7 separate regions of the Mus musculus genome follow, and all the other regions are linked to region 7. The links are chromatin contacts, called in public HiChIP or PLAC-seq, Micro-C and promoter capture Hi-C maps. All regions are on one chromosome and are shown on one strand. The core of a region is the stretch at or near the end of the contact, and the rest is flanking DNA. Distances in the headings are between cores, read along the strand shown. Region 1 holds the start of Wnt9a (wingless-type MMTV integration site family, member 9A). Region 2 overlaps Tom1l2 (target of myb1-like 2 (chicken)). Region 3 holds the start of Zkscan17 (zinc finger with KRAB and SCAN domains 17). Region 4 overlaps Rai1 (retinoic acid induced 1). Region 5 holds the start of Rai1 (retinoic acid induced 1). Region 6 holds the start of Snap47 (synaptosomal-associated protein, 47). Region 7 holds the start of Flcn (folliculin).

Region 1 (2,986 bases), core at 337-2,836, 500 kb before region 7:
ATGGCGATGTGGGGTGTAGGTGGGTTCCCAGCAATGGGGAGCGATACGAGTCCCCCTGACCGTGTAGTTAAATGGGCCTCTGATGGGGAAACCAAGGCTCGGAGAGGAAGTGATGGGCTCTCCCGACCCCTCACTCAGCCACACACCCACCACATATGGAAGCTTTTCAGTCAGGACAGGGTATATTCACTTGGGTGGTCCACACCCACAGGAGTAACCTGCTTGGCTCTGACCAGTGCGGAGGCTGATGTGATTTTTTTTTTTTCACTCATTTCCTCCTCTGCTTTCCTTTGGAGCCGTGACAGGTGGCTGAGCAGTTGCTGTGCACGGCTAGACAACTCAGCCTCCCAGAGGAGCTCAAAACCCTCAGACTTGGAGGTCTCCCATCCAGAATCAGCCCCTCTAAGTTGAGAAGGCGGTGGCTGGTAAGGAGGTTTGCCTTCCAGGGTGTGGAGCTTGCCCCTGTAAGCCCAGGTCAGGGAGGCACGCTAGTGTTGGAGGTCCCTGGGTTTTGTTAGCTTGGCTCTGGTGTGTGTGTGTGTGTGTGTGTCACTGTCTTGCACAGAAAGTGCGTCTCCAGCACGGAAGGTTGACACGCGGTGGGCATGTGTCAGGATCCAATCACTCGGTCCTATTCTCCAGCACTTTGAATGGTCCCTGAATAAGCCGCCCCTCCCCCAATGTCAGGGGACTCTTAAGCAGTCTATTGGGTGCCCTGGGCAATTGTGTTTCTCTGCGTGTTAGTTAAGGTTTGACTTATAGACAATTCAGTCCACGAAGATGAGTCACAGCTCTGGGCTTTCACACAGACCAGTCACCATCCTGGCCAGCGGTCCCCTTCATCTTCCACCCTGTTTGGGGTATGAGGTCCCTGAGTGTCAGTGATATCTGCAGCTAGTAGTCCAGAAGTCCCTGAGGACCATATTGTCCCATCCTCAGGTCCAAGTCGGCCACAGCACCGGCTCTGCAGAAATGCCTTTTTGGTCTCCCTTGGAGAGGTCGCCTTTCCATTCCTCCAGCTACAGCACCCCAACTTTCAGCAGTGGCTCCCTCTTGGCAACATTGGCCCGCGAGTGGATTCGCGTCCCCCCACGCTCCCGCTCTGTAATCCAGTGGCTAACGTCGCTCCCAAGCCACCCAGTCACTATCCCCTCAAGCACAGTCGTCCAAGTTTCTCGGCTCTTGGATGTCTTTCCCGGCGGCCAACACCCGGTCCCTAACTGTCAGGAGACACCCCGGAGCTCGCACTTGTGTCCTGGCTGCAGACACCTAGCCCCGGGGTCTAACCCTGCTCTGTCTCTCAGTCCCGCCCCATCGCTCCTTCTGGCTCCGTTACTCGACCGGGGTTCCCACCGCGCCACGTGCCCAGCCCTCCCCACAGCGCGCCCCAGGCCCGCCCCGCGAGCCGAGCAGCTCGGCGGCCGCGGCGGCGGCGGCGGGCGCGCAGCTCGGATTTCGGCCCGCCCCCGGCGCCGGCGTGACCCCTCCTCCGGGGCGCGGGCGGGCCGAGCCCAGCTGGCCGGCGCCCCGCCCCGCGGCCGCGGCTGCGGACGCTATAAGAGGGCGGCGGTCGCGGCGCGCCCTGCGCGGAGCCCGGAGCGCGATGGTCTGCCGCCGCGGCGCGGCAAGATGCTGGATGGGTCCCTTCTGGCGCGCTGGCTGGCCGCGGCCTTCGGGCTGACGCTGCTGCTCGCCGCGCTGCGCCCTTCGGCCGCCTACTTCGGGTAGGTGCCCGCGGCGGGCGGCCGCGCGAGGGCGGGCGAGGGCGGCGGGGCCGGACGGGGGCATCGAGCCCGGGGTAGCACTCGCCAGGTGCTCGGCGGGGTACACGGGTGGCTTGGAGTCGTTAGTTGGCAGCGAGCGCGCCTCTCGGTCCGCAGGTCGTTGCCCGCCGTGCGCCCTAGAGGTAGAGGGGCCGGTGTCCCCGACGGGCTTGCGCGGGGCCGCGGTCCACGGTGACTCCCGAGTCGCCGCCGCCGCCTTAGGCCGCGGTGTTCCTGCCAAAAGGCTGGAGCCTCCCTGGCCCCTGCCCACTACCCCCCTTCTCTCCTGGAAAAGTTAATTTAACAACAACAAAAAAACACGTACAAAATCCAGATGTTCCTTGCACTGAGCCCCAAAGGGGAGAAAAAAAACCCTCCAAGCTGGAGAAATTTATTTTTCTTGCGCTTTTTTCTGGCGCTCGCCCGAGCCTGGCCCCGACCTCGGCCCTCGGGAACACGTCTGGGAGACCTGACCCCGGGGGGTAAACGCCGCCGCTGTCCCGCGGGGTCGCCGCCCGCACTCGCCTGTCTATGCGTTAGCAGTTTTGCCGCGTTCTTGGGCGCGTCTCTTCACCTTTGGTTCCTTTCGTCCCTCCCTCTCTACTCGCTTTCCCAGGTTTGGGATGCCTGAACCCAGCGATCTTTAGAGGGACACCCACTGCACTTTGAGTTCTCCAAGGTCCTGGGTGGCACCACGCATGGCAGCGCCCCAGCTTTCTCTGCCCTCCCTGCTTATCACCCTTCTTTCCCCCTCTGGGAGACCTGGGTTAGCCCCTCGGGTCGCAACCCTGGTCCTGGGTGATCTGGACTGCGTCTTGGGCCGCCGCCCTTCGCCGGTCACCTGTTCCCTCGCCCCTGGCTTCAGTGGCCGCTCGCAGCGGTGTGGCCGGCAGAGGGCCCCGTTGGTCTAGGAATCTGGCACCCGCCAGGGCAGGGAGAGGCGGCTGGGCTGAGGAACCCTGCAGGTGTATCCTGTTCTCAAAGAAAATAAAATATTTTCATGGGAAATTTTCCCTTTGTGTTTTTCTTTCTCCTCCTTTCTCCTCCGTCTGTCCATTTCTTCTGGGTTGTCTTCCAGGGTCAGTTCCATGTCTCGGTTCCCAGGGTCTCCCCACCCTGGCTCCCCTGGTCCGACCCCTGGGCCTTGGCCTGGCACGCCCCTGCACGCCATCTGTGCAGCCCTAAGCCTCACCCGCGGGCAAGAGGGAGGGCTGAGGATGGCC
Region 2 (2,946 bases), core at 439-2,938, 500 kb after region 7:
TCATTTATTAATCCATGATATATGAATGACTGTAAGCCAGGTGTTGTGGCACACATCTTTAACCCCAACACTGGGAAGGCAGAAGCAGGAGAAAGTTCAAGGCCAGCCAGGTCTACAGAGTGAGTTCCAGGACAGCCAGGACTACACAGAGAAACAAGATTTAATTAATTAATTAAAAATCTATCACTCCTCAATGGCCGGTCAGGTCTAATATGAACACTGTGCGTACTAATTACGGGCTCTATGCTTTCTACACTTTTAAAGACTACAATTACCCTACTTACCTTACCTGGATAAGACTTATAATCATTTCTAAGTCATTTCTAACCCAAGAAAACCTATGGAGAAAATGAAATTTCAATACATTTTTGTTTCAAAAGTAGAAAGGAAAACCAAGAACTCATGAGAACAGGCAGCACTCATTCCCAGGTCAGCCAGGGCAGTGATGCGGTCCCTGGACAGTGCTAGCAGCCTATTATACGGAGACAGGACCTTCCACTTTAGAGGATCCCTTCAGAAACGGTTTGACTATGCTGAGCAGCTAGGTTTCCTTGGGTAAGGAAGTGAGGAGGTATATATTTTGGAACAAGATAGGTCCAGAGTCAAACCTCACTTAGGGGTTACTGGGATACTGGGCACAAGGGGTGCACCTCAGTAGCAGCATGCATGCCTGGCATCCCAGGACCCTGGGTTTCACCCTAAGCCCTTTACTCCAAGCATACACACGTATGTGTGCATTGACCTGGATATAGGCATGGAGCTTTATTCCCTTGATTCAGTATCTCATCTGTAAAATGGGACTCACAATATTAACAAGGATGAAAATGATTCTGCCATTTCCTTGTATACCAGAATCGCCTGCAGAGTTTGTTTAAAATGTAGATATGTGCATCCTGAGCCCAAAGATTCTATTTCAGTGCATCTGATGTGGGGCACAGAAATCTGTGGGGATTTAAATTATTTTTCATTTTTAATTACACAATATGTAAATATATTTCTCCCTTGTAAAATATTAAAACATTACCTTATCAGTTATGATTGCATTCAGCTGCAAGCAATTAAAAACCAACATTTGCTTAAGCAGATGGGGGTTTATTTTTCTCGTGGAACAAGAAGAAATCTTGAAGCAGGTAGCATGAAGGTACAGTGACTTGAGAACTATGTGACTGTCATCATCTACTTGAGGTTACAAGACAGTGGCTGCTACCTGAAAGCCCATGAAACAGGAAGGGAGAGGGTACAAAGGCTGGGGAGTGTCCACTTATGAAGGAGTGCTCCCCTAGGAGTCTTCAGCTTACAGGCCAGAGTTTATAGGTGGCCACTCCTAGCTACAAGGGAGCCAGAGAAGGTAGTATCTTAGCTGGGCAAAGCCACTCCAAACAGAACCAAGGTTCTATCAGTGCACTGGTTAGGGCCTGACACACACTAGAGCCACCTGGGTTGAAGGAGTCTTAACTGAGGTTGCCCCCATCACAACTGACCTGTGGGCATTCTGTGGTACACGTCTCTGGGACATTTTCTTGATTGCTAATTAATATGAGAGGGCCCAGCCCACTAGGGCAGTGCTACATATAAAAAGAACAGCTGAGCAAGCCAGAGGAAGCAAGCCAGTAAGTAGCCTTCCTCTGTGGTCTCTGCAGTAGAAAGAAAACTAGGGCGGTATGGAATAAATGAGGAACAGTAACTGGGTACCTGCTGAGCAGTTTCACTTTCATTACAGAGAAAGGCTACATTCTCTATGGTGCGCCCTCTCCATCAATCCTGGCTTCGTGCACATTTTAAAGAAACTCTTCAGGAGATTCTGGTGCCCCCTTAAGCAGCTTTTTGGGAATTACTGGCAAACTTACACAGAGGTTTCTACATGCCTTGAGAGTTCAGCTCAGTGCAGCTGCAATTCGAAGTAACTCATGAATATTTACTCTGATCTTCTTTCCCTTCTCTAGAAAACTTAACCTGTTGTTACAGCCACACCTCACGGAGGGCTGGCTGCAGATGGGAGACAATAATGGGATGTGGGAAATTATCAGCTCGTTTTAGAAATCAAAACCCAGGGATGTGCCCTGGGCCCAAAAACATGAGGCTGATGGGGACAACAGCATCACCCACAAGGTGACTGACCCCCTACCTAGAACACAAGGGTCACTGTGCGGATGACGACTGAGTCAGGGACAGGGAAGTGGTGAAGCCAGAGCAGGCAGCTGTGCGTGGAAATAAAAAATAGTTCACAGAGTTTAACATGTGAAAGGTATACCTGTGCAGACGAAACCTGTGCAGACGAAACGCCCTCCTCCCACCCCCCCGGGAAGGCAACCCCACAACCTCTAAAACCTTAGGCTAAAACAGGCAACTTACGCCTGGCTCTTTCTTTTACTTAAGAAAAAAAAAGATTATTTTATTTTATTTTTATGTGTATGTATATATAACTACTGTATGTATGTGTACCATGTGCATGCCTGGTGCCCATGGAGGCCAGAAAAGGAGTACTGGGTCCCCTGGGTCACAGACGGTTGTGAGCTGCCATGTGAGTGCTAGGGACAGAACCTAGGTCCCCTGGAAGAACAATGAACACTCTCAACCCTGAGCCATCTCTCCAGTCATCTGTTTTGGTTTGGGTGTATGAGGAGGGGCAATTTCTAACAAAAAGACGATTTCTTTGATCGATACACAGGCATCTGTAAGCTTAGCTATAGGGATCCCAGGTAGGAAGATTATTTGAGCAAAGAACCAGAGACGAACTAGGAAAGGTAATAAAACTTCATCTCAAAAGAGATAAAACTTTCATTTTAAGATATATCCGTAATTTTAAATTTTATTTTATTATTTTATGTGTATGGATTTTTCCCTACTCAGATGTCTGTGTAGCATGCGCATGCAGTACCCAAGGAGGCCAGAAGAGGGTATCGAATCCACTGGAACTGAGTTACATAGAGCTGTGAGCTGCTCTGT
Region 3 (2,821 bases), core at 317-2,816, 300 kb before region 7:
TCGGAGAAAAGGTAAACGGAGTCACCGAGTTGGGCTCTCGGGATTCCGGAAAAGCCCAGGCAGGGCCGCTCACTGCCTGGCCCTTTACACCCTCACCTGGAAGAGACTCCCAGCGGGGCAGCACCACTTTGCTGGAAGACAAGCGATACCAGAAAGCCACCAAGCAACCGAATAACAACCTGGAACCTCAACTTTTCTGTATTCCTCTGATTGCCGAAGTAAAGGCAGACACCCGACGCGAGCTTCTGAAAGCAACAGGCTGTGAACCTCGACTACTCTCACGTCTTACTCCCGTATTAAGAACCCAATCCGGGCCCCGCCCGCTCTCTCCTGCTTCCTCCGCCCACTGTCTCCCACCTGCTGGGCCCTGAATGGCTCAGGTCTACACTTAGGATAGTGTGTCCAGGGTCCCACCCTCAGCACCCGGTTCTGCTGGGGGACTGCTCTCAAAGAGCCCTAGGCCAGACAAGCGTGTGCCTCTTTGTCACTCTGGCACCTGGCGCGCAGGAGCCTCGGGAGCGGAAGCTTTATGAATGAACTACCGTTAGGGAGGGGAGGGCTCCCGCAGGGGCGGGGCTTGCCCAAAGCAGTTATTGAAGGCGCAGGATCCCAGGGAAGGAATGAAGAGCAGGAGGAGGAGGAAGAGGAGGGTGTTTTAGGCCAGGAGAACTATGGGGTTTCTGTCGCTTCCACTCTTTCAGATTTGCTGGCTCTTTCCTTCGAAGCCCGGGACAGCAGGCGAGCAGATCCTCACCTTCCAGCTCGGTCTCTCTGGTGTTTTGGCAGAGGCGGCTCCAATGCATGGGCCAGACTCGGTCCCTGGCCAGGCCAACCCTGTCTCGGGATCCTCTAGAATGCATCAGCTGGGCTTGGGAGCGAAGGGAGACGCCTGGAAGAGAATTGTATTGCTTCATCCCCGAGGGCACCTATGAGGACGCGGCTCTGGGAGCAGGGATCTGGGCCCGGACGCGGGAAGAGGAGAACAGGGAGCAGGACCCAGGCGCGGGCTGGGGATCAGAGCGCGGGAAGTGGGGAGCGGGTTCCGGGTTCAGACAGCGGGGCATGGGAAGCCGGGCCACAGTATACTCACCGCTGCGCAGCGTCCCGGTTGGCGGGCCGCGTAGGCCGGGCCGCCGCGGAAAGGAAAGGCCGGAGCCCTCCGGCTCCCTCCCCTGGGACACTTCCTGCACCGCTCTAGGACCGAGGAGGTCTCCTCATCTCAGTGGTTCGCTTCCCCGCCTCCTGGCCGAGGTGTACGCGGGGGGGTGACATCCGACACCCCCGGCCCGCCTGGACCGCCCCGCCCCGCCCCGCTCCGTGCTCTCCCGGCCTGGGCCCGGGGCCCGGGCTTTAGCTTTGTGGGCCTTCCTAGCGGGCTCGGGATGCGCGCGCGCGCCCCGGCGGGACCCGGGCGCTGGGGGCCAGTTCGCGCGGCCACCAGCCAGGGAGGCCGGCTTGGGGCTTTGCTCTTCTCTGCTCCTCTTGTGTGGGCGCAGGGAAGGGCTGGTCTGGCGGCGCTGGCGAAATGCCAGAATTGGGAGGAGGAGGGATGAGGTGTAAGGGGATCTCCCAGTGACCATTTGCATCCCGTGTGTGCTGTTGTGCCCCAATCCCTTCCAGCCGCAATTCCATTTCAAAGCCAACGCTGCCAGAGCCACCCAAATCGGTAGGACTGGAGAAATGCAGACCCAGCGATCCACGGTGCTCGCCGAAGCAGCGGCCCGCGGCTTCGTGGCATGGAGATGATCTACGATTTCTCTGTTTAAGGAAGACTGTAGCACTCTGGGTCCCTCTGAGCACCAGGATAGTCCTGGTGAGTACGGAGAGAGAAGGTTGCCAATCCTGAGAGTATGAGTTGGGGAGCTTGTCGCTGGCTTAATGCATAAACACAGGACAGAGTGACTTAAGTCACGGAGAGTGAGAGGTGACCAAGAACTAGGGCATTGGAACCTATTCCTGCCTCATCTACCCTGTGTTGAGTAGAGTCCAAATCCTCCCTCAGTTCCCTCGGGCTGGACAATGGAGCCGGACTGTCAAAGGGAGGAAGCAAAGAAAAATCTGCCTAGAAGTGAGCTACTGTGCTGATTTTTTTTCCCCTTTCTGGTTCTCTTTCGAAGGTACATGGTAGGAAGTCACCCTTAAAGAAGGTGGTTTGATAGAGACACCCCACCACCGGCAGACTTCGTGCTTCCGTTTCCTTCTAATAATTGGGACTGGGACAATCTCTTCCGACTAGTAGGTATGGAGTTAAGGGTCGAGGTTTTGGGACATTAGGAGGTGAGTCAAGTGGATGATTGTTCCCCAAGTGCAGAAGAACGCTGAGCAAGCAAGGGTCACCCAAGGCTGGGACTTAAGGCTCACAGAGAGCAATAGGAGCCACCTAGACTTACAAATCCATGCCAATCCCTTTTCAAAAACACCAGCCAGGAAGCACAGCCTGGAATGACCAAAGACCCCGTTGGGGAGTCAAGCCTAGTGATTAGTCCAGTTGTGTATCCCGAAGGGCTGCTGTTTAGGCTCCTGCCTGGTGGCTGCTCAATACTTGGATTCCTCAGAGGCGCACTTATTGGAGCCCTCACGCAGGTAAAATGCAGCGCCAGGAGGTGGCTGATACATGGGATTTTTCTCCCCCCACAAACACTTTCCCTTTAGTTTCTCCCCCTGAGCTCACAACTCTCAGGATTTAGGTCCCCTCTCGCTGTTCAGAAGCCGCCAATGACTCCTAATATGCCTTCTTTCTGTGTTTCTTCTGCATAGAACCTGGAATAGGGACTAATAGACTGGAATCGGAGCACCTGTGTTAAATCACACCCATCAAGGC
Region 4 (3,060 bases), core at 275-2,774, 370 kb after region 7:
TAATGGCCTAGTCGCAGACCCTAATTGTCAGAGCTAGGCCCCGCTCCGTTCCAATTACCCTAAGTAGAGACTGAATGCGCAATTAACGGAGTCAGCTTGCCAACTGGAAAGCTGTCCCCGCTTTCACGTTGAGCGGAATACTCCACCAGCTGACTTGGACGAAGCAATTTCCTCTGCTCTCCCCTTTCTCTCTCCTCCAGCCCCTTCTCTTTTTCTCTCTCCTTAATAATAAAATTATACCAAGCAGTTTGCGGTGTGGCAGGCGGCCAGAAAAGCGTTTCTTTAAACGCCGCCGTCTCACAATTAGGCAGCAAGAGGATTTGACACGCCGAGGCGGCCTGACAGGCGGCTTCCTCCCCTGGGGGCGGGTGCAGGAGGGGCTTCAGTGCCCTGCTCCCCCATATGGAACCCGCACTGAGAAGGGGCCAGGGCTGCACCTCCTGGGCTGTCAGCTTGCTGCAGTGAGAAGCCCTTGGGGCAGGCAGCAGGGGAGGTTCTACCCAGACTCCTGGAAGCAGCAAGATCTTTCCCTGCTGGGCTATACAGTAGGAAAGCCATGTTCTCTGTTTCTGTGTGACAGAGAGGCATTTGGGGCACGTAACTGCTGAGCCTGGTGGACAACTTACTGACTCTCTCTCTGGATTTTCATTGATTTCTTCGGGTTTGGGATTGGAGTGTTGAGGGAGAATGTGCCCAGTTCCTGGGGCTGGTTGCTTTTCCATGCCAAGCTGTCTTCCGAGGAGGTTGCAGACAGGACTGTCTGTGATGAGCCAGAGACCCTCTGCTGCTACCACTGCGAGAGCAGACCTAGAGTCCCCATGAGCACACAGGAAGAGCTGCTTTGAAAGCACCTGGGTACCCAGACCACTGGCTCTAGCAGCCAAACTCAGAACTGGACCACGGTAGGTAGGTAGGCAGTAGCCACTGTAGGAGGGAGTTTGTTCTGGAAGCTTCCAGAGGGCAGCCACTTGCTTCCTTCATCATTTTCCCTCTTCCTGCCCCTGGGTGGCCTTCAGCGACGCCTTGGCAGTTCACTGCGACTTAAGCTACACACATCCCCTGGAGCCTCAGCTCTGCGCTCTGCTTGCTCTCCACCTGGACGCTTGGCTGAGCCAAGCTGGGCTCAAGAGTCAGTGGACACCAACAGGAAAGGCTGCAGGAAAGAGTGCAGGTCCTAGTTAGATAGTTTTTGTTCTGCCCACCAACTCCCTCACCCACTCATGAAACTGCTCTGTGGCCTTCACCCTCTGAGGCTGTGATAAAGAATAAATACTGTGATAAGCACAAAGCCAGTAGTGTCCCTCTGTCCCACTTGGTCACCATCAGAGCAATTTTTATAGGGGCAACTCTGGGGCCAGAGTAGGGCTTTGGAGCTTAAGAGCAAACACTGAAGTCCCTACCTTCAGGCTCTTATCCTTAGGAGGCAGCTCATTGTACCATTAATTATGTAATTACTGCTGTCATGAACCCCACATGGGAGCTTGGCAGGGGTCCCAGGAGGGGGGAGGGGTGGGGCCTTACCTATCTCTTGTGGAATGTTACAGGGCACCTCCTACACCACCTCTACAAGCTGAGCTCATGCCACACTCCTACCTCTAGCTCTTGAGCTCTTTCCTGCACCCAGGCCTCTCACCTTTTACTTCAGGGTTTGCCTGGGCCATGATGCTACCTACCTACCAAGGCCTGCTGCTCTGGAGCCAGAGAACATCTAGGTACTCCTTGTTGCATTGAATACCCAAGTCCCCAGCCCAAGAAGCTAAGAGCTAAAGTGCATGGGTGTGTGTGTGTCCACTTTGTCAGTCTTTGACACCTGGGGCTGATGGTCAAGTGACAACCCACAGATGGTCCTTTTGAACTTTGCCCTGCTTTAAATAACAACAATAAAAACCCTTGAGACTTGGTTGCTAACTTTTTTTTTTGGTCTGTGTGTGTGTGTGTGTGTGTGTGTGTGTGTGTGTGTGTGTAAGGACAACTTCCAGGAGCTAGTGCTCCCTACTGTGGGTTTCAGGGATGGAAGTTGATCACTAAGCCATTATATCTTGCCAGCCCTGGTAACATTTTTTGCAAATGAAAAACATCCCTACTGTACATTTCTGACCTGTAACCTCTTAAAGCAAAGGCTGCCCTGCTCTGGCTCCTTCTCCCCCCACTTTGCTTGGGACCAGTGTGTACAGCTGCCTCCAACCCCCATCTGACTACAGACCTCCGAAGTAGACTCTTCGTCCGTCCTTAAGAACAGGTCTGTGTTTAATGTATGAAGCAGACCTGTGGCCCTACCTAGTTTATGCCTCTCAGTCCGCCCAAATACCTTGTATCTTATCAGCTGACTTCTTAGTCTGGATTTAGTTTCACAGGGTTAATGTGACATTTGGAGCATGATTCATTTAATAAATATTTATTGTTCTGGGCAATGGGGACATGGCTATGAATAAAATAGGCAAAAATCCCTGCTCTTATGGAACTTTTTTCATTCGAGAGGAGACTGGTAATGAGGCCAAAAGGTAAGTGCTTTGAAGAACTAGAAGGAAGCACAAGGGGTGTCATTTTAAATACAATGATAACAGGGACACAGTAGAGTTGCATGGGTGTCTGGGAATGGTTTTCCTAGCAAAAGGGACAACTGGCACAGGCCTTGAGGCCCATGGAGGTGAAAGACTTGCCCAAGGTCAAAAGCCTAGTGGCATTTAGACAGCCTGCTACTAGCTTGACACTTCTTTTCTGCTTCTTCAACAAGTAAGGTAAGCCCTGGTCCTTCTGGGAGCATGGAGTGGAGAGGACAAGCTGTCCTGATGAGTTCGGCTTTCTGTAAGGATAGCACTACTGGGGCTTGGAGTGTGGACCAACCCAAGCAGCCTGGGAACCCCTGTGAGCTCCCTCTAGCCAGACCCCGATCTTTAGACCCTGCCCGTGGGTGGCACCAGTGAGGGTAGGCTAGCCTGAGCTGGACATGATGGACGGGGCCTGCTTTCTTCGTAGTTGGCCTTTATGTTTCTCCTTATTTAGACAGTGAGCGGTCAATAAAATGGCCCACAGTAGCCACAAGAGATCGATGAAGAAGAG
Region 5 (2,867 bases), core at 160-2,659, 290 kb after region 7:
TGTTTCCCGCCAGGCAGTAAGGAGGACCTAGGGTGGGTCTCGGCTTTGTCAGTATAAGTGAAGGACCTTCATAGATGTGGTGGGCTAGGAGAGAAGCAGTCAGGATGTATAGGATGAGGCAGAAGGGGTGAAGTGTCTGTTACAAGAAGACAAAGGTGCTGAACTTAGCACAACGCTCACACTCCTGATGAAGAAACAGGACTGAAAGGGTGACTGACTCACTTGTGTCAAGTCACCTGGGGACTTGGGTGCTTTGACCTGATGAATGGCTCAGACTTCGACGAAGCAGGTAACTCATGCCACCCTGAGGAGGGGAGCAGAAGCCTTGGGGTAGCCACGGCTCATGGGGCTGTCTATAAGTTAATCGGTTCATTTACAAATCCATTCAAAATTCTTTTACTTAAAATCTGTTGGTGGCTTACTTCCCACAGCACTAAGGAGGCTGCCTTTAGGCTCTTTGTAGTCCTACAGGCCCTGACCTTGGATTAAAATTCAGCATGCTTTTTTTTTTTTTTTTTGGTTTTCCGAGACAGGGTTTCTCAGTGTAGCCCTGGCTGTCCTGGAACTCACTCTGTAGACCAGGCTGGCCTGGAACTCAGACATCCGCCTGCCTCTGCCTCCCAAGTGCTGGGATTAAAGGCGTGTGCCACCACTGCCTGGCTAACATGCCCACTTCTTATCCCATTGGGTATGTATGGCCTCCTTACACTTGTGCTTATTCATCAAGAGCACTCCTGCCTCGGGGCACCCACACTTGTCTTTTCCTCTCAAAGAATGCTCTTCCATGCGCTGCTGGTGCAGGCTCCTTCCTGCTCTTCAGCGATTTGTTCAGACAGGCCTTCTCTCACTCGCAGCTAAATCCATCACTGCACCTGCTGATTTTCTTCCTAGCACTTATTTCGCTCTAAAATTATCTTCGTTATGGACCTGATCATTGTTGGCTGTCTGAGTCTCCCCTACACAATGCCAGCTCCTTGACAGGCAGGAACCGCACTGCTTCGGTACCCAACAAGGTGCCACATGTGCCGTGACTACATTTTTTACATCTAACTTGAGGAAATTTGAAACGGATTCTCCAACCAAAGAAACAGTCACAGGTGAGGGCCACATGGTGGTGGAATGAGCGGGGGACGGGGAGAGGCCTGGCCCAAGTCTAAGTCCAAAATCCTCAGCGAGTGATGAGCAGACCATGTCCTGTGGCTGTCCCCAGGCCTTTCTCGCCGGGCTGCACCTTCAGGCCCTCTGCCAAGCCCCTGCCCCCAGACAGACATGGGGCGTGCAGTGGGGCGCGCGGGCGCCAGGGGGCGCTGTCGGGGCGCGAACGGCCCACCTGGCACCCGAGGCCACGAGCGAGAGCTGCCTGGCCGCCCGGGAACTTTTTTCCTCGCGCTCTCGCTCTCCTGCTCCCCCCGCACGTCGCCCGCCCGCCCGCCGCTCTTCCTGTGTGGAGGGGATCGCATTTCTCTCGGGCTCCCGCGGGCATCAGGCAGGCCCGGCAGGGTGCGCGGTCAGGGCCCGCTACGCGCGCCGCCGGCTCCCGGCGCCCCGGTGCCACCCCCGCTCGCGCCTGGGCTCGGACAGGCCGCTTGCAGAGCCAGGCGGTGGTGGCGGTGGTGGCGGCGGTGGCCAGGGTAGCTGGCTGCCTTGTCGAGGTCCGAGGAAGGGGCCCCGCGGCCCACCCTCTTTCCCGCCCGGGCGGCCGTCGTGCCGGACACCCATGGGCGCGCGGGCCTCCGGGCCGCGAAGTCGCAGCGCCGGACGCCGGGCCCCGGAGTGACCGCGGGCTCCGAGGTGAGCGGGGAGCCCGGCGCGGGGACAAGGACCTGGGCGGGGGCGGCGCGAGGCGTGGGGACCCAGCGGGCAGGGGTCCGGGCGGGGGCCGAGCGCGCGTGGGGCGCGGACGCGGGGTCGCGCGGCCTGGCTTTGTGTGGCGCCGGCGTGAGGCCGCTGGTGGCCGTGTAGGAGCTGCATGAGGGGATTCTGGAGAGTCGGTGGCCCGCCGGGCGCCGGTGCTGGGACCTGAGGCCCAGTGTCACCGAGTGTGGGGCGGGGACGTGGGGCGGTGCAGCGAGGGCCCGAGGGAGCTTTGTGAGTGCGTTCTGGGTGGGGACGGGGAGCCGGAGGCTCGGGGTGTAGCCTGCTCCCGGGTGTCCGGACTGCGAGGGCCGCTCGTGGTGACACAGGACGCGGCGGTCGCCGCGTGTCCCCGCCTGGGCCTGTGCGCAGGCCCCGCACTGACCAGGAAACGGTCCCCGCGACCCAGGAGTCCCTTCGTGGCCAGGCCCTGGGCGCACGGGCCTTTTGGGGTGACGCCACCGGCTGGAGCCCGGGACACGCGAGCTTGGTGCCCTTCCGAAAGCGGCGCGGCGGCCAGGCCCGTGGGCCCTTTCGAGGCCGAGTCCCACGCCTTTTGGAGGCAAGAAGACCTGTGGGGGGGGGATACTGGGCCGAGCGCGGCAGGGGCGAGGGCTTGGCAGGGCTGGGAGGTGACATTTGGAGCTCTGGTCACAACTGGAGGCCTTCAAGGAGGAGCAGAGGGGAAGCGAAACACAAGGCAGGCTCCAGGTCGCGGCGGCCCCAGTTTCCCGGGGCGCCCGTTTTTCCCAGCGACCAGCTAGCTAGCTCCTCTTGGGGCTCCCGGTCGCTCATTCACACAGCAGGGCGGGAGTGCAGCCAGGAGCTGTGCCTGCGTCCCGGGAACCCAGGACCTGAGGACTCTGAATGGATTAAACCCGAGCGTCTTACGCTCCGAAGGACTGGGGACGTGAGGCTGCGTGCCTGCACGGCGAGCCCAGGCCGGCGCGTCCCAGCCCCACCGCACGCACTCCCGCAGCGCTTGTGTCGCGGTTCGAGCGGGGCCCCGCGCC
Region 6 (2,798 bases), core at 279-2,778, 360 kb before region 7:
CAGTGAACACCAGAGGAAGAATGTCCTTAATTCAGTTCAGCTCTGACAAATGTCTGCCTCAAGATCATATTAGGTCCCAAGGGTGGGGTTCTGTCTCCCAAGATGTCCCTACATTGGTGCAGATGCAAGCCCAGGTTGTAGTACCACTCTGATGGCCAGCACCTAGAAAGCAGGGTTCCAGAGGTCCTCCTTGGTTTGGAGTTCCCCTAGAAGCTCGTATTACTCAGAAAACCACCAACTTCTAAGAAGAACCAGCCCTCACCTCCCTAAGCACATAGGATCCTCTGAATGGGTCTTCTAGGGATGCTGTGGACATGACTGATGAGACACTGACCACTGATGACCCACTCAACCTTTAGCCCTAGAAGCTGAGGGCTGGGTTCAAAGTCCCCACCCTCTGATCCTACTCAGGTCTTTCAGTGAGCCATTCCATCTGGAATCTACCCTACTGGCTGTTGGATGGTGTTGGACTCATTAGCATGCAAAATGGCATTTATCAACTCAACCTGTCCAGGAATTTTAAGAATTGTAGGCCAATTGTAGGAGGAGATTTTAAAAAATCTAAAATGGTGTTTCCAAATATAACATGCTGCCAATGCAGGAAAAGAGGGAAGAGAGGGAGGGGGTAACAGGGATAAAATGTATAAACACATGCATACCTGGAAAAAACTGGCTCAATACCAGAGTTAGTGATTACACGTGAATGGAATTCTGGGTGCGTTGGGGTTTTATTGTTGTTGTTATTGTAACCTGGCTTTTTTTCTTTTGGAGCTAAGTCATGATTTGTGGTTCATTTTGGCTTAGAACCTCGGAACCTTTCCGTTTCAGCATCCCCAATACTGGGATTATAGGCGTGCACCACGAGTCCTGGCATCGATGTTTCTCGTCACTTGAATTTCTCTATGAGCTGTCATCTCTACCATGACCTAGCCGCAACACAGCTCCAGACAAGCGTCACGATAAAGGCCACAACAGGCGAGTTTGGCCAAACAACCCTCCTCCGCCTCGTTTCTATCCTTCCCCTCTTCCCAATGCATACATACCTCTCTACCTGAACCTCAGCATCTCCCCCCCCCCGCCCCCCAAAAAAGCTCATTTTCTCCTTTTAATTTTTCCTCGTTCTATTTCTAAGGAAACATCACAATCCTTTAAAAGGTTCCTCCACAATCTATCCAAGACACTCGGGAACATCACCCCCACCCCCCACCCCGCCGCCCAACCCCGCCGCCCCACCCCCACCCGCCGCCCCACCCCCACCCCGCCGCCCCACCCCCCGCGGATCCTGACCGCCCGCTCTGCGCCCCAGCATCCTCTCAGGACCCAGTCATCCTTTGAGGTTTGAGACTGATGTTCATCTCCTGTGTCGGTGGCGGGCTCCGGTACTGGCTAGCTGCGCGGTAGCAGCTCACCTGAGGCAAGAGGAGCACGCAGAAGACGCAATGGCACGCTCCACTGGACCACCAGACAGAGACGCCAGCAGCTGGGGAGCAGGTCAGCCACTCGGCGAGCGCTTGTACGCCTGCGCGAGAGGGCGGGGCCGCGTAGGCGCGCACGCGCACACCCTGGGAGCCCCAAGGCCCGCGTTCCTGCTGGAATGTCGCACCTGTGGCTTTTCGTTCCGGGCTCTTTCTCTGTGGTTACCACTCCGAGCTGATTTTAGGGGGTTTCTCAGCCTCCGGTCCCTATTTGGGGTGTAGCGAGAAGCCGGACTGGGCCTCTGGGGTCAGGTTTCCCGGTGGATGGATCGGGAGACACGCACCTTTGCCGAGCGGTACTACCGGGACCTCCGAGACCCAGTCCCTAGCGGCGGTGGCGGCCCCACACCCAGCGGCGTGACCTTCATTCAGACCCCGAACGCCTTCTCCTATGCTGACTTCGTGAAGGGCTTCCTGCTGCCTAACCTGCCCTGCGTGTTTTCTAGCGCCTTCACCGAGGGCTGGGGCAGCAGGCGGCGCTGGGTGACCTCGGAGGGAAAGCCTGACTTCGAGTATCTGCAGCAGAAGTATGGTAGGAGGGCGCAGACGGGAGGTATAGACCCCGGCATGGGAGGGCGGCCGGGGCCGGACAGACTAGTGGAGTCTGGATAATTCGGCCAGAGGGTGGCCGGACCCCAAGATGGTGAACTACGTGTATGACTCTGCCATTTCTGTGCTGACTCTCTCGCTGCAGGAGACGCGGTTGTACCGGTTGCCAACTGTGGAGTGCGAGAATACAATTCAAACCCCAAGGAGCACATGTCCTTCCGCGACTATATCAGTTACTGGAAGGACTACATCCAAGGGAGTTACTCCTCTTCGCGGGGCTGCCTCTACCTCAAGGACTGGCATCTGTGCAGGTAATAAGACAGGACGGCGCATGGCCATTGGGCACTTACCCTAAGCAGCTAGTGCAGCCAGTCCAGGTGGAGCACGCCCACTGCACTCAGAGGGGCTACCTCTACAGCAGAGTTCTAATGTGTATCACAGAACTGATGCGAAGATGTGGGGAGATCAACATAGCGAGCCAGGTAGACTATTATGGGGAAGGTAAGTCTTTCGTACATCTTGTATGGGTACAGGCGGCCTGGTGTCTCCTTCCTCTTCTGTATTTTTGAGCTGGTATCTCAGATCCTCTGGGGCTGTCCTCTCTGCAACCCCACTGAGAGGACGCTTGTTCCTTCTACGATTGCTCTGGGGATTCTTGCCATCCCCTGGGCCATTCTAAGCTCTCTAAAGGGACAAGTGACCTTTCCGCAACCACTCTTGTCCCACTTTGGAAACCCCTTTACTCTTTAAAGACACATTCAATACTCTCCCTTA
Region 7 (2,923 bases), core at 95-2,594:
CTAGGTCTTCTGTTACTCTCCCAATCCCAATGTCTACCACATTCTTCTACCACAGGAGCCGGCTTCTGGGAGTGTGCCTAACCACCCTTTCCTAGTAACCTTTCGAGCTGAAGACAGTCTCCTCAGCGTCATACTTTGAGAGGCAGGCTGTGCATGTACGAGATTTGCTCCCGCTGTCTGAACCACAAGCCTGGCAAACGAGACCCACACCATCCTTCCCTGGTGTGCCCTAGTTTTTCCTCATCTCTATTTCTTGTCTTCTCACAGCACCAGGCCACTAAGAGTGCCTTGTAGGCAAACAAGGGGTTACAAGGATCTCCACGGAAGTCAGCAGGAGCTGTAACTGTCTCCCACAGGAAACTCACTGATCCCCCTACTACACTAGCTAGTATAGAGTGGGTAAGAAACTCAGCAGGGAACTTTATCTCCAACTTAGAACCACTCCCCTCTCTACTACTGCCAACTTCAGCAGGACTTCCTTTAAAGAGCACCCAGTCACTTGACACTAGCAGAGCAAACACTGTCACGTGCCATGTCCTCTCTACTGTTTAATGACAACTATGATAGCTCGGCACTGCCAGCAATACACTAGCTGTAGTCTTTCTCTCTGCCGGACACCATGGGTGGTACCAGGCTTCCCCACCCCCACCCCCGAGAAATGGAAATTCACCCTATACTTGCAGTAGGTCCTCCTGGCCCCCTACTGTTATGGGCCACTTGTGACCTCAACGGCGATCCACTGGCTAATCCCAGGGCTAACCATTTCTTCCAACGCATGAGGACGAGTTACCCTGTTAAGAGTGGAGAGAAATGAGGTGTCTTGCCTGCCCTGTCCTCAGACGGCCATCCTGCTAGAAAACGGAGGTTGACTGGCAGGGCGACGTCCCCAACAGTATTCAGTCAAACTAAAGCAATTACCCCAAACGGGGGGTGGAACCTGCCACCTCCCTCTCCCAGGTGTTTACCATCCGCGCTTTCCATTCAGCCCTATGGCCCAACACCAACCCAGCTGGGGCGCTTGCCGCCGTCTCCCGGATGCTGGGCCGGAACCCGCTCGCAACTGTCCTGGGGCTGTCGCCACTGTTCTGCCCCTCGGCAAGTGCTAGCCCGTTCCGCAGGCCCTTGCACTGAGCCTTAGCGCGTGACCCAGCCGGACCGAACCATCCGCAGGCCGGCAGAGGGCAGGCAACGCCAGTGACTAGCCGGAGCGAGCAGCGTTGCGTCCCCCGCAGGCGACTAGGATGTGCGGAGCCTTGCTGTGTCACGTAATGCTCCTCCAGGCAAGGAATCCAAGCCCCTCGGCCACGCGCGCCCCTCGGCGCGGCAAGTCGCCCCGCGGAAAAGCGTAGATGGTTCCGGCCGCCGAGAGAAGCCATTCTGCAGGGGTGACGTCAAAACTGACATTTCAAAAAAGTCAGAGAGAATTAGTCAGTCCATGCCCTGTCCCTACCGAAGAGGAAAGATTTGCGGAAAATTTCCTCTGGATTCTGGGAGTTCTTGGGACTCCACTCCCTGCCTGTAAAGTTGCAGATCAGAGAAACCGTCTCCCCTTCGAGAGAAGTGGAAGGTACGGACAGGTCCTGGGAGGGAGGAGGGTACAGAGCGAAGCAGGACCACGCATGTGCACGGCTCAGTCTTGCCCTGAGCCGGCCCTATCTTTGCAAACTAGCTTTCAAAACAGTTCGTGGATTGTGGGGTTGTTTTCTCTAAGCCCTGGGTTTGATTTCCCGTTTGGGGATGAGGGATGGAATATTATTTAGCTACTTAAAAATTAATTTTAAGCCGGTCAGTGGTGGCGCACGCCTTTAATCCCAGCACTTGGGAGGCAGAGGCAGGCGGATGGATTTCTGAATTCCAGGCCAGCCTGGTCTAAAGAATGAGTTCCAGGACAGCCAGGGCTACACAGAGAAACCCTGTAAAACCAAAAAGAAAGAAAGAAAAGAAAAAAAAAGGATTTTAAGGGCTGGAGAGATGGTTCAGCGGTTAAGAGCATTAACTGCTCTTCCAGAGGTCCTGAGTTCAATTCCAAACAACCACATGGTGGCTCACAACCATCTATAATGGGATCCAATGCTCTCTTCTGGTGTGCATGAAGAGAGTGACAGTGTACTCACATTTTAAAAATAATAAAAAAAAATACATCTTTTTTTAAATGAATTTTAAAGCTATTAGTGCATACCATGGGCCCTTGAAGACAGATGAGAACAGAGCTCTGGGCTTGAGCCTGTAACTAACGCTGCCAGCTGTACACAGCGGCCAGCGCTGCCAGCCTCCGCTGTGTACACGAGGACGCCCAGAATGTGGTTATCCGGAAGTGGGAAGCTTCAGATGAGTAGAAGTTGATGAGTTGGTATCTGTTTGTTTTTCAAATCACGGGGATCGGATTCCTTTCTCTCTATTTCAGCTTTCGTGTTTTGTTGGAAGAGGGAGCAGGAGGAAAAAAAATATGCAAACTTGTGTTCTATAACTTTGTTTACTGCCTGGTAAAGATTAAGGAGTGCAGGGTGGAGTTATGGTGTTAGGTATTGTCTTGTGTGTGTTTATTTTTACCAATCCGATTATTCCTGATACTGTGAGTCATCTCCTGTCCTCCACGAGGCTCTTCCCTACCCTTCTCCAAGACTAGAGCAAGCAGACAGCAGAAGAAGAAAGCAGATACCTGACAACTAGGGGTTAACAAACTTAAGCAGGATAAAACAGCTTTAAGCAGACTGCCACTCAGGATATAAGTGAAACCAGTTGCAACTCCCCACAGCGATGTTAGGAAGAACCAGGTCAGCTCTGACTATGGCTCTGAGAACCAGGATCCTGTATTGCGACCAGAGGATTTGGGCAGCCAACCAAAAGCAGTCACTACAGAGAGAGTCTGGAGGTCAGTGAGGGGACAGCAGGAGTGTGCAGCTCCCCACTGGCTCCCCCAGGT

The links. Promoter capture Hi-C pulls out the DNA fragments that hold promoters and counts their contacts. A called contact is a pair of places that touch in the nucleus more often than the background predicts. HiChIP or PLAC-seq counts read pairs in DNA pulled down with a chosen protein or histone mark. Capture Hi-C pulls out chosen DNA fragments and counts their contacts.
Region 1: a contact with region 7 is called in a Micro-C map of embryonic stem cells, with 3 times the contacts expected there. The contact joins the promoter of Wnt9a here to the promoter of Flcn in region 7. A contact is called at or near these places in 5 of 39 promoter capture datasets (cranial neural crest, hippocampal neurons, liver and 2 more), 1 of 484 Hi-C or Micro-C datasets (embryonic stem cells), 2 of 115 datasets of contacts at active chromatin or transcription factors (extraembryonic endoderm stem cells and large pre-B cells) and 1 of 9 other capture datasets (macrophages).
Region 2: a contact with region 7 is called in an H3K4me3 HiChIP or PLAC-seq map of pro-B cells, with 6 times the contacts expected there. The contact joins the enhancer-like site here to the promoter of Flcn in region 7. A contact is called at or near these places in 5 of 115 datasets of contacts at active chromatin or transcription factors (bone marrow-derived macrophages, embryonic stem cells, large pre-B cells and 2 more) and 1 of 9 other capture datasets (adipose tissue).
Region 3: a contact with region 7 is called in an H3K27ac HiChIP or PLAC-seq map of extraembryonic endoderm stem cells. The contact joins the promoter of Zkscan17 here to the promoter of Flcn in region 7. A contact is called at or near these places in 3 of 39 promoter capture datasets (the SN4741 cell line, embryonic stem cells and macrophages), 7 of 484 Hi-C or Micro-C datasets (bone marrow-derived macrophages, embryonic stem cells, forebrain and 3 more), 13 of 115 datasets of contacts at active chromatin or transcription factors (acute myeloid leukemia, cardiomyocytes, embryonic hindbrain and 8 more) and 2 of 9 other capture datasets (macrophages and pancreatic islet).
Region 4: a FOXA1 HiChIP or PLAC-seq map of pancreatic cancer cells shows a contact between it and region 7. The contact joins the enhancer-like site here to the promoter of Flcn in region 7. A contact is called at or near these places in 2 of 39 promoter capture datasets (both in embryonic stem cells), 2 of 484 Hi-C or Micro-C datasets (both in embryonic stem cells) and 4 of 115 datasets of contacts at active chromatin or transcription factors (embryonic stem cells, extraembryonic endoderm stem cells and pancreatic cancer cells).
Region 5: a contact with region 7 is called in a promoter capture Hi-C map of liver. The contact joins the promoter of Rai1 here to the promoter of Flcn in region 7. A contact is called at or near these places in 9 of 39 promoter capture datasets (the C10 cell line, erythroid cells, frontonasal cranial neural crest and 5 more), 2 of 484 Hi-C or Micro-C datasets (CD8 T cells and embryonic stem cells), 7 of 115 datasets of contacts at active chromatin or transcription factors (effector CD8 T cells, embryonic stem cells, extraembryonic endoderm stem cells and 3 more) and 1 of 9 other capture datasets (liver).
Region 6: a promoter capture Hi-C map of embryonic stem cells shows a contact between it and region 7. The contact joins the promoter of Snap47 here to the promoter of Flcn in region 7. A contact is called at or near these places in 11 of 39 promoter capture datasets (the 3T3-L1 cell line, 3T3-L1-derived adipocytes, the HPC-7 cell line and 8 more).

What each region holds. Positions count from the first base shown.
Region 1 is chr11:59,305,344-59,308,329 of GRCm38.p6, forward strand. It overlaps Wnt9a (wingless-type MMTV integration site family, member 9A), which reads left to right and starts at 1,587. Exons shown (of 4, transcript NM_139298.2): 1 at 1,587-1,724. The coding sequence starts at 1,630.
Region 2 is chr11:60,304,128-60,307,073 of GRCm38.p6, forward strand. The region is part of intron 1 of Tom1l2 (target of myb1-like 2 (chicken)); the gene reads right to left. Among named protein-coding and RNA genes, the nearest start is that of Gm38501, 47 kb to the left of the region's middle. Within about 2 kb of position 1,689, at least 95 of the 459 cell types and tissues checked have an H3K27ac peak or open chromatin away from gene starts, as enhancers often do. A contact at or near this core is called in adipose tissue, bone marrow-derived macrophages and pro-B cells, where this site is marked.
Region 3 is chr11:59,505,074-59,507,894 of GRCm38.p6, forward strand. Zkscan17 (zinc finger with KRAB and SCAN domains 17) reads right to left here and starts at 1,567. Exons shown (of 10, transcript NM_172941.4): 1 at 1,091-1,567; 2 at 755-889. It overlaps 4933439C10Rik (RIKEN cDNA 4933439C10 gene), which reads left to right and starts at 580. Exons shown (of 5, transcript NR_015585.3): 1 at 580-1,813; 2 at 2,118-2,239; 3 at 2,758-2,821.
Region 4 is chr11:60,177,182-60,180,241 of GRCm38.p6, forward strand. All of the region lies in intron 2 of Rai1 (retinoic acid induced 1), which reads left to right. Among named protein-coding and RNA genes, the nearest start is that of Mir6921, 22 kb to the right of the region's middle. Within about 2 kb of position 1,525, at least 17 of the 459 cell types and tissues checked have an H3K27ac peak or open chromatin away from gene starts, as enhancers often do. A contact at or near this core is called in pancreatic cancer cells, where this site is marked.
Region 5 is chr11:60,103,604-60,106,470 of GRCm38.p6, forward strand. It overlaps Rai1 (retinoic acid induced 1), which reads left to right and starts at 1,410. Exons shown (of 6, transcript NM_009021.2): 1 at 1,410-1,791.
Region 6 is chr11:59,448,506-59,451,303 of GRCm38.p6, forward strand. Snap47 (synaptosomal-associated protein, 47) reads right to left here and starts at 1,529. Exons shown (of 5, transcript NM_144521.3): 1 at 1,410-1,529. Jmjd4 (jumonji domain containing 4) reads left to right here and starts at 1,540. Exons shown (of 6, transcript NM_178659.6): 1 at 1,540-2,007; 2 at 2,170-2,335. The coding sequence starts at 1,740.
Region 7 is chr11:59,808,695-59,811,617 of GRCm38.p6, forward strand. Flcn (folliculin) reads right to left here and starts at 1,345. Exons shown (of 13, transcript NM_146018.2): 1 at 966-1,345. It overlaps Gm16062 (predicted gene 16062), which reads left to right and starts at 1,386. Exons shown (of 2, transcript NR_045686.1): 1 at 1,386-1,567.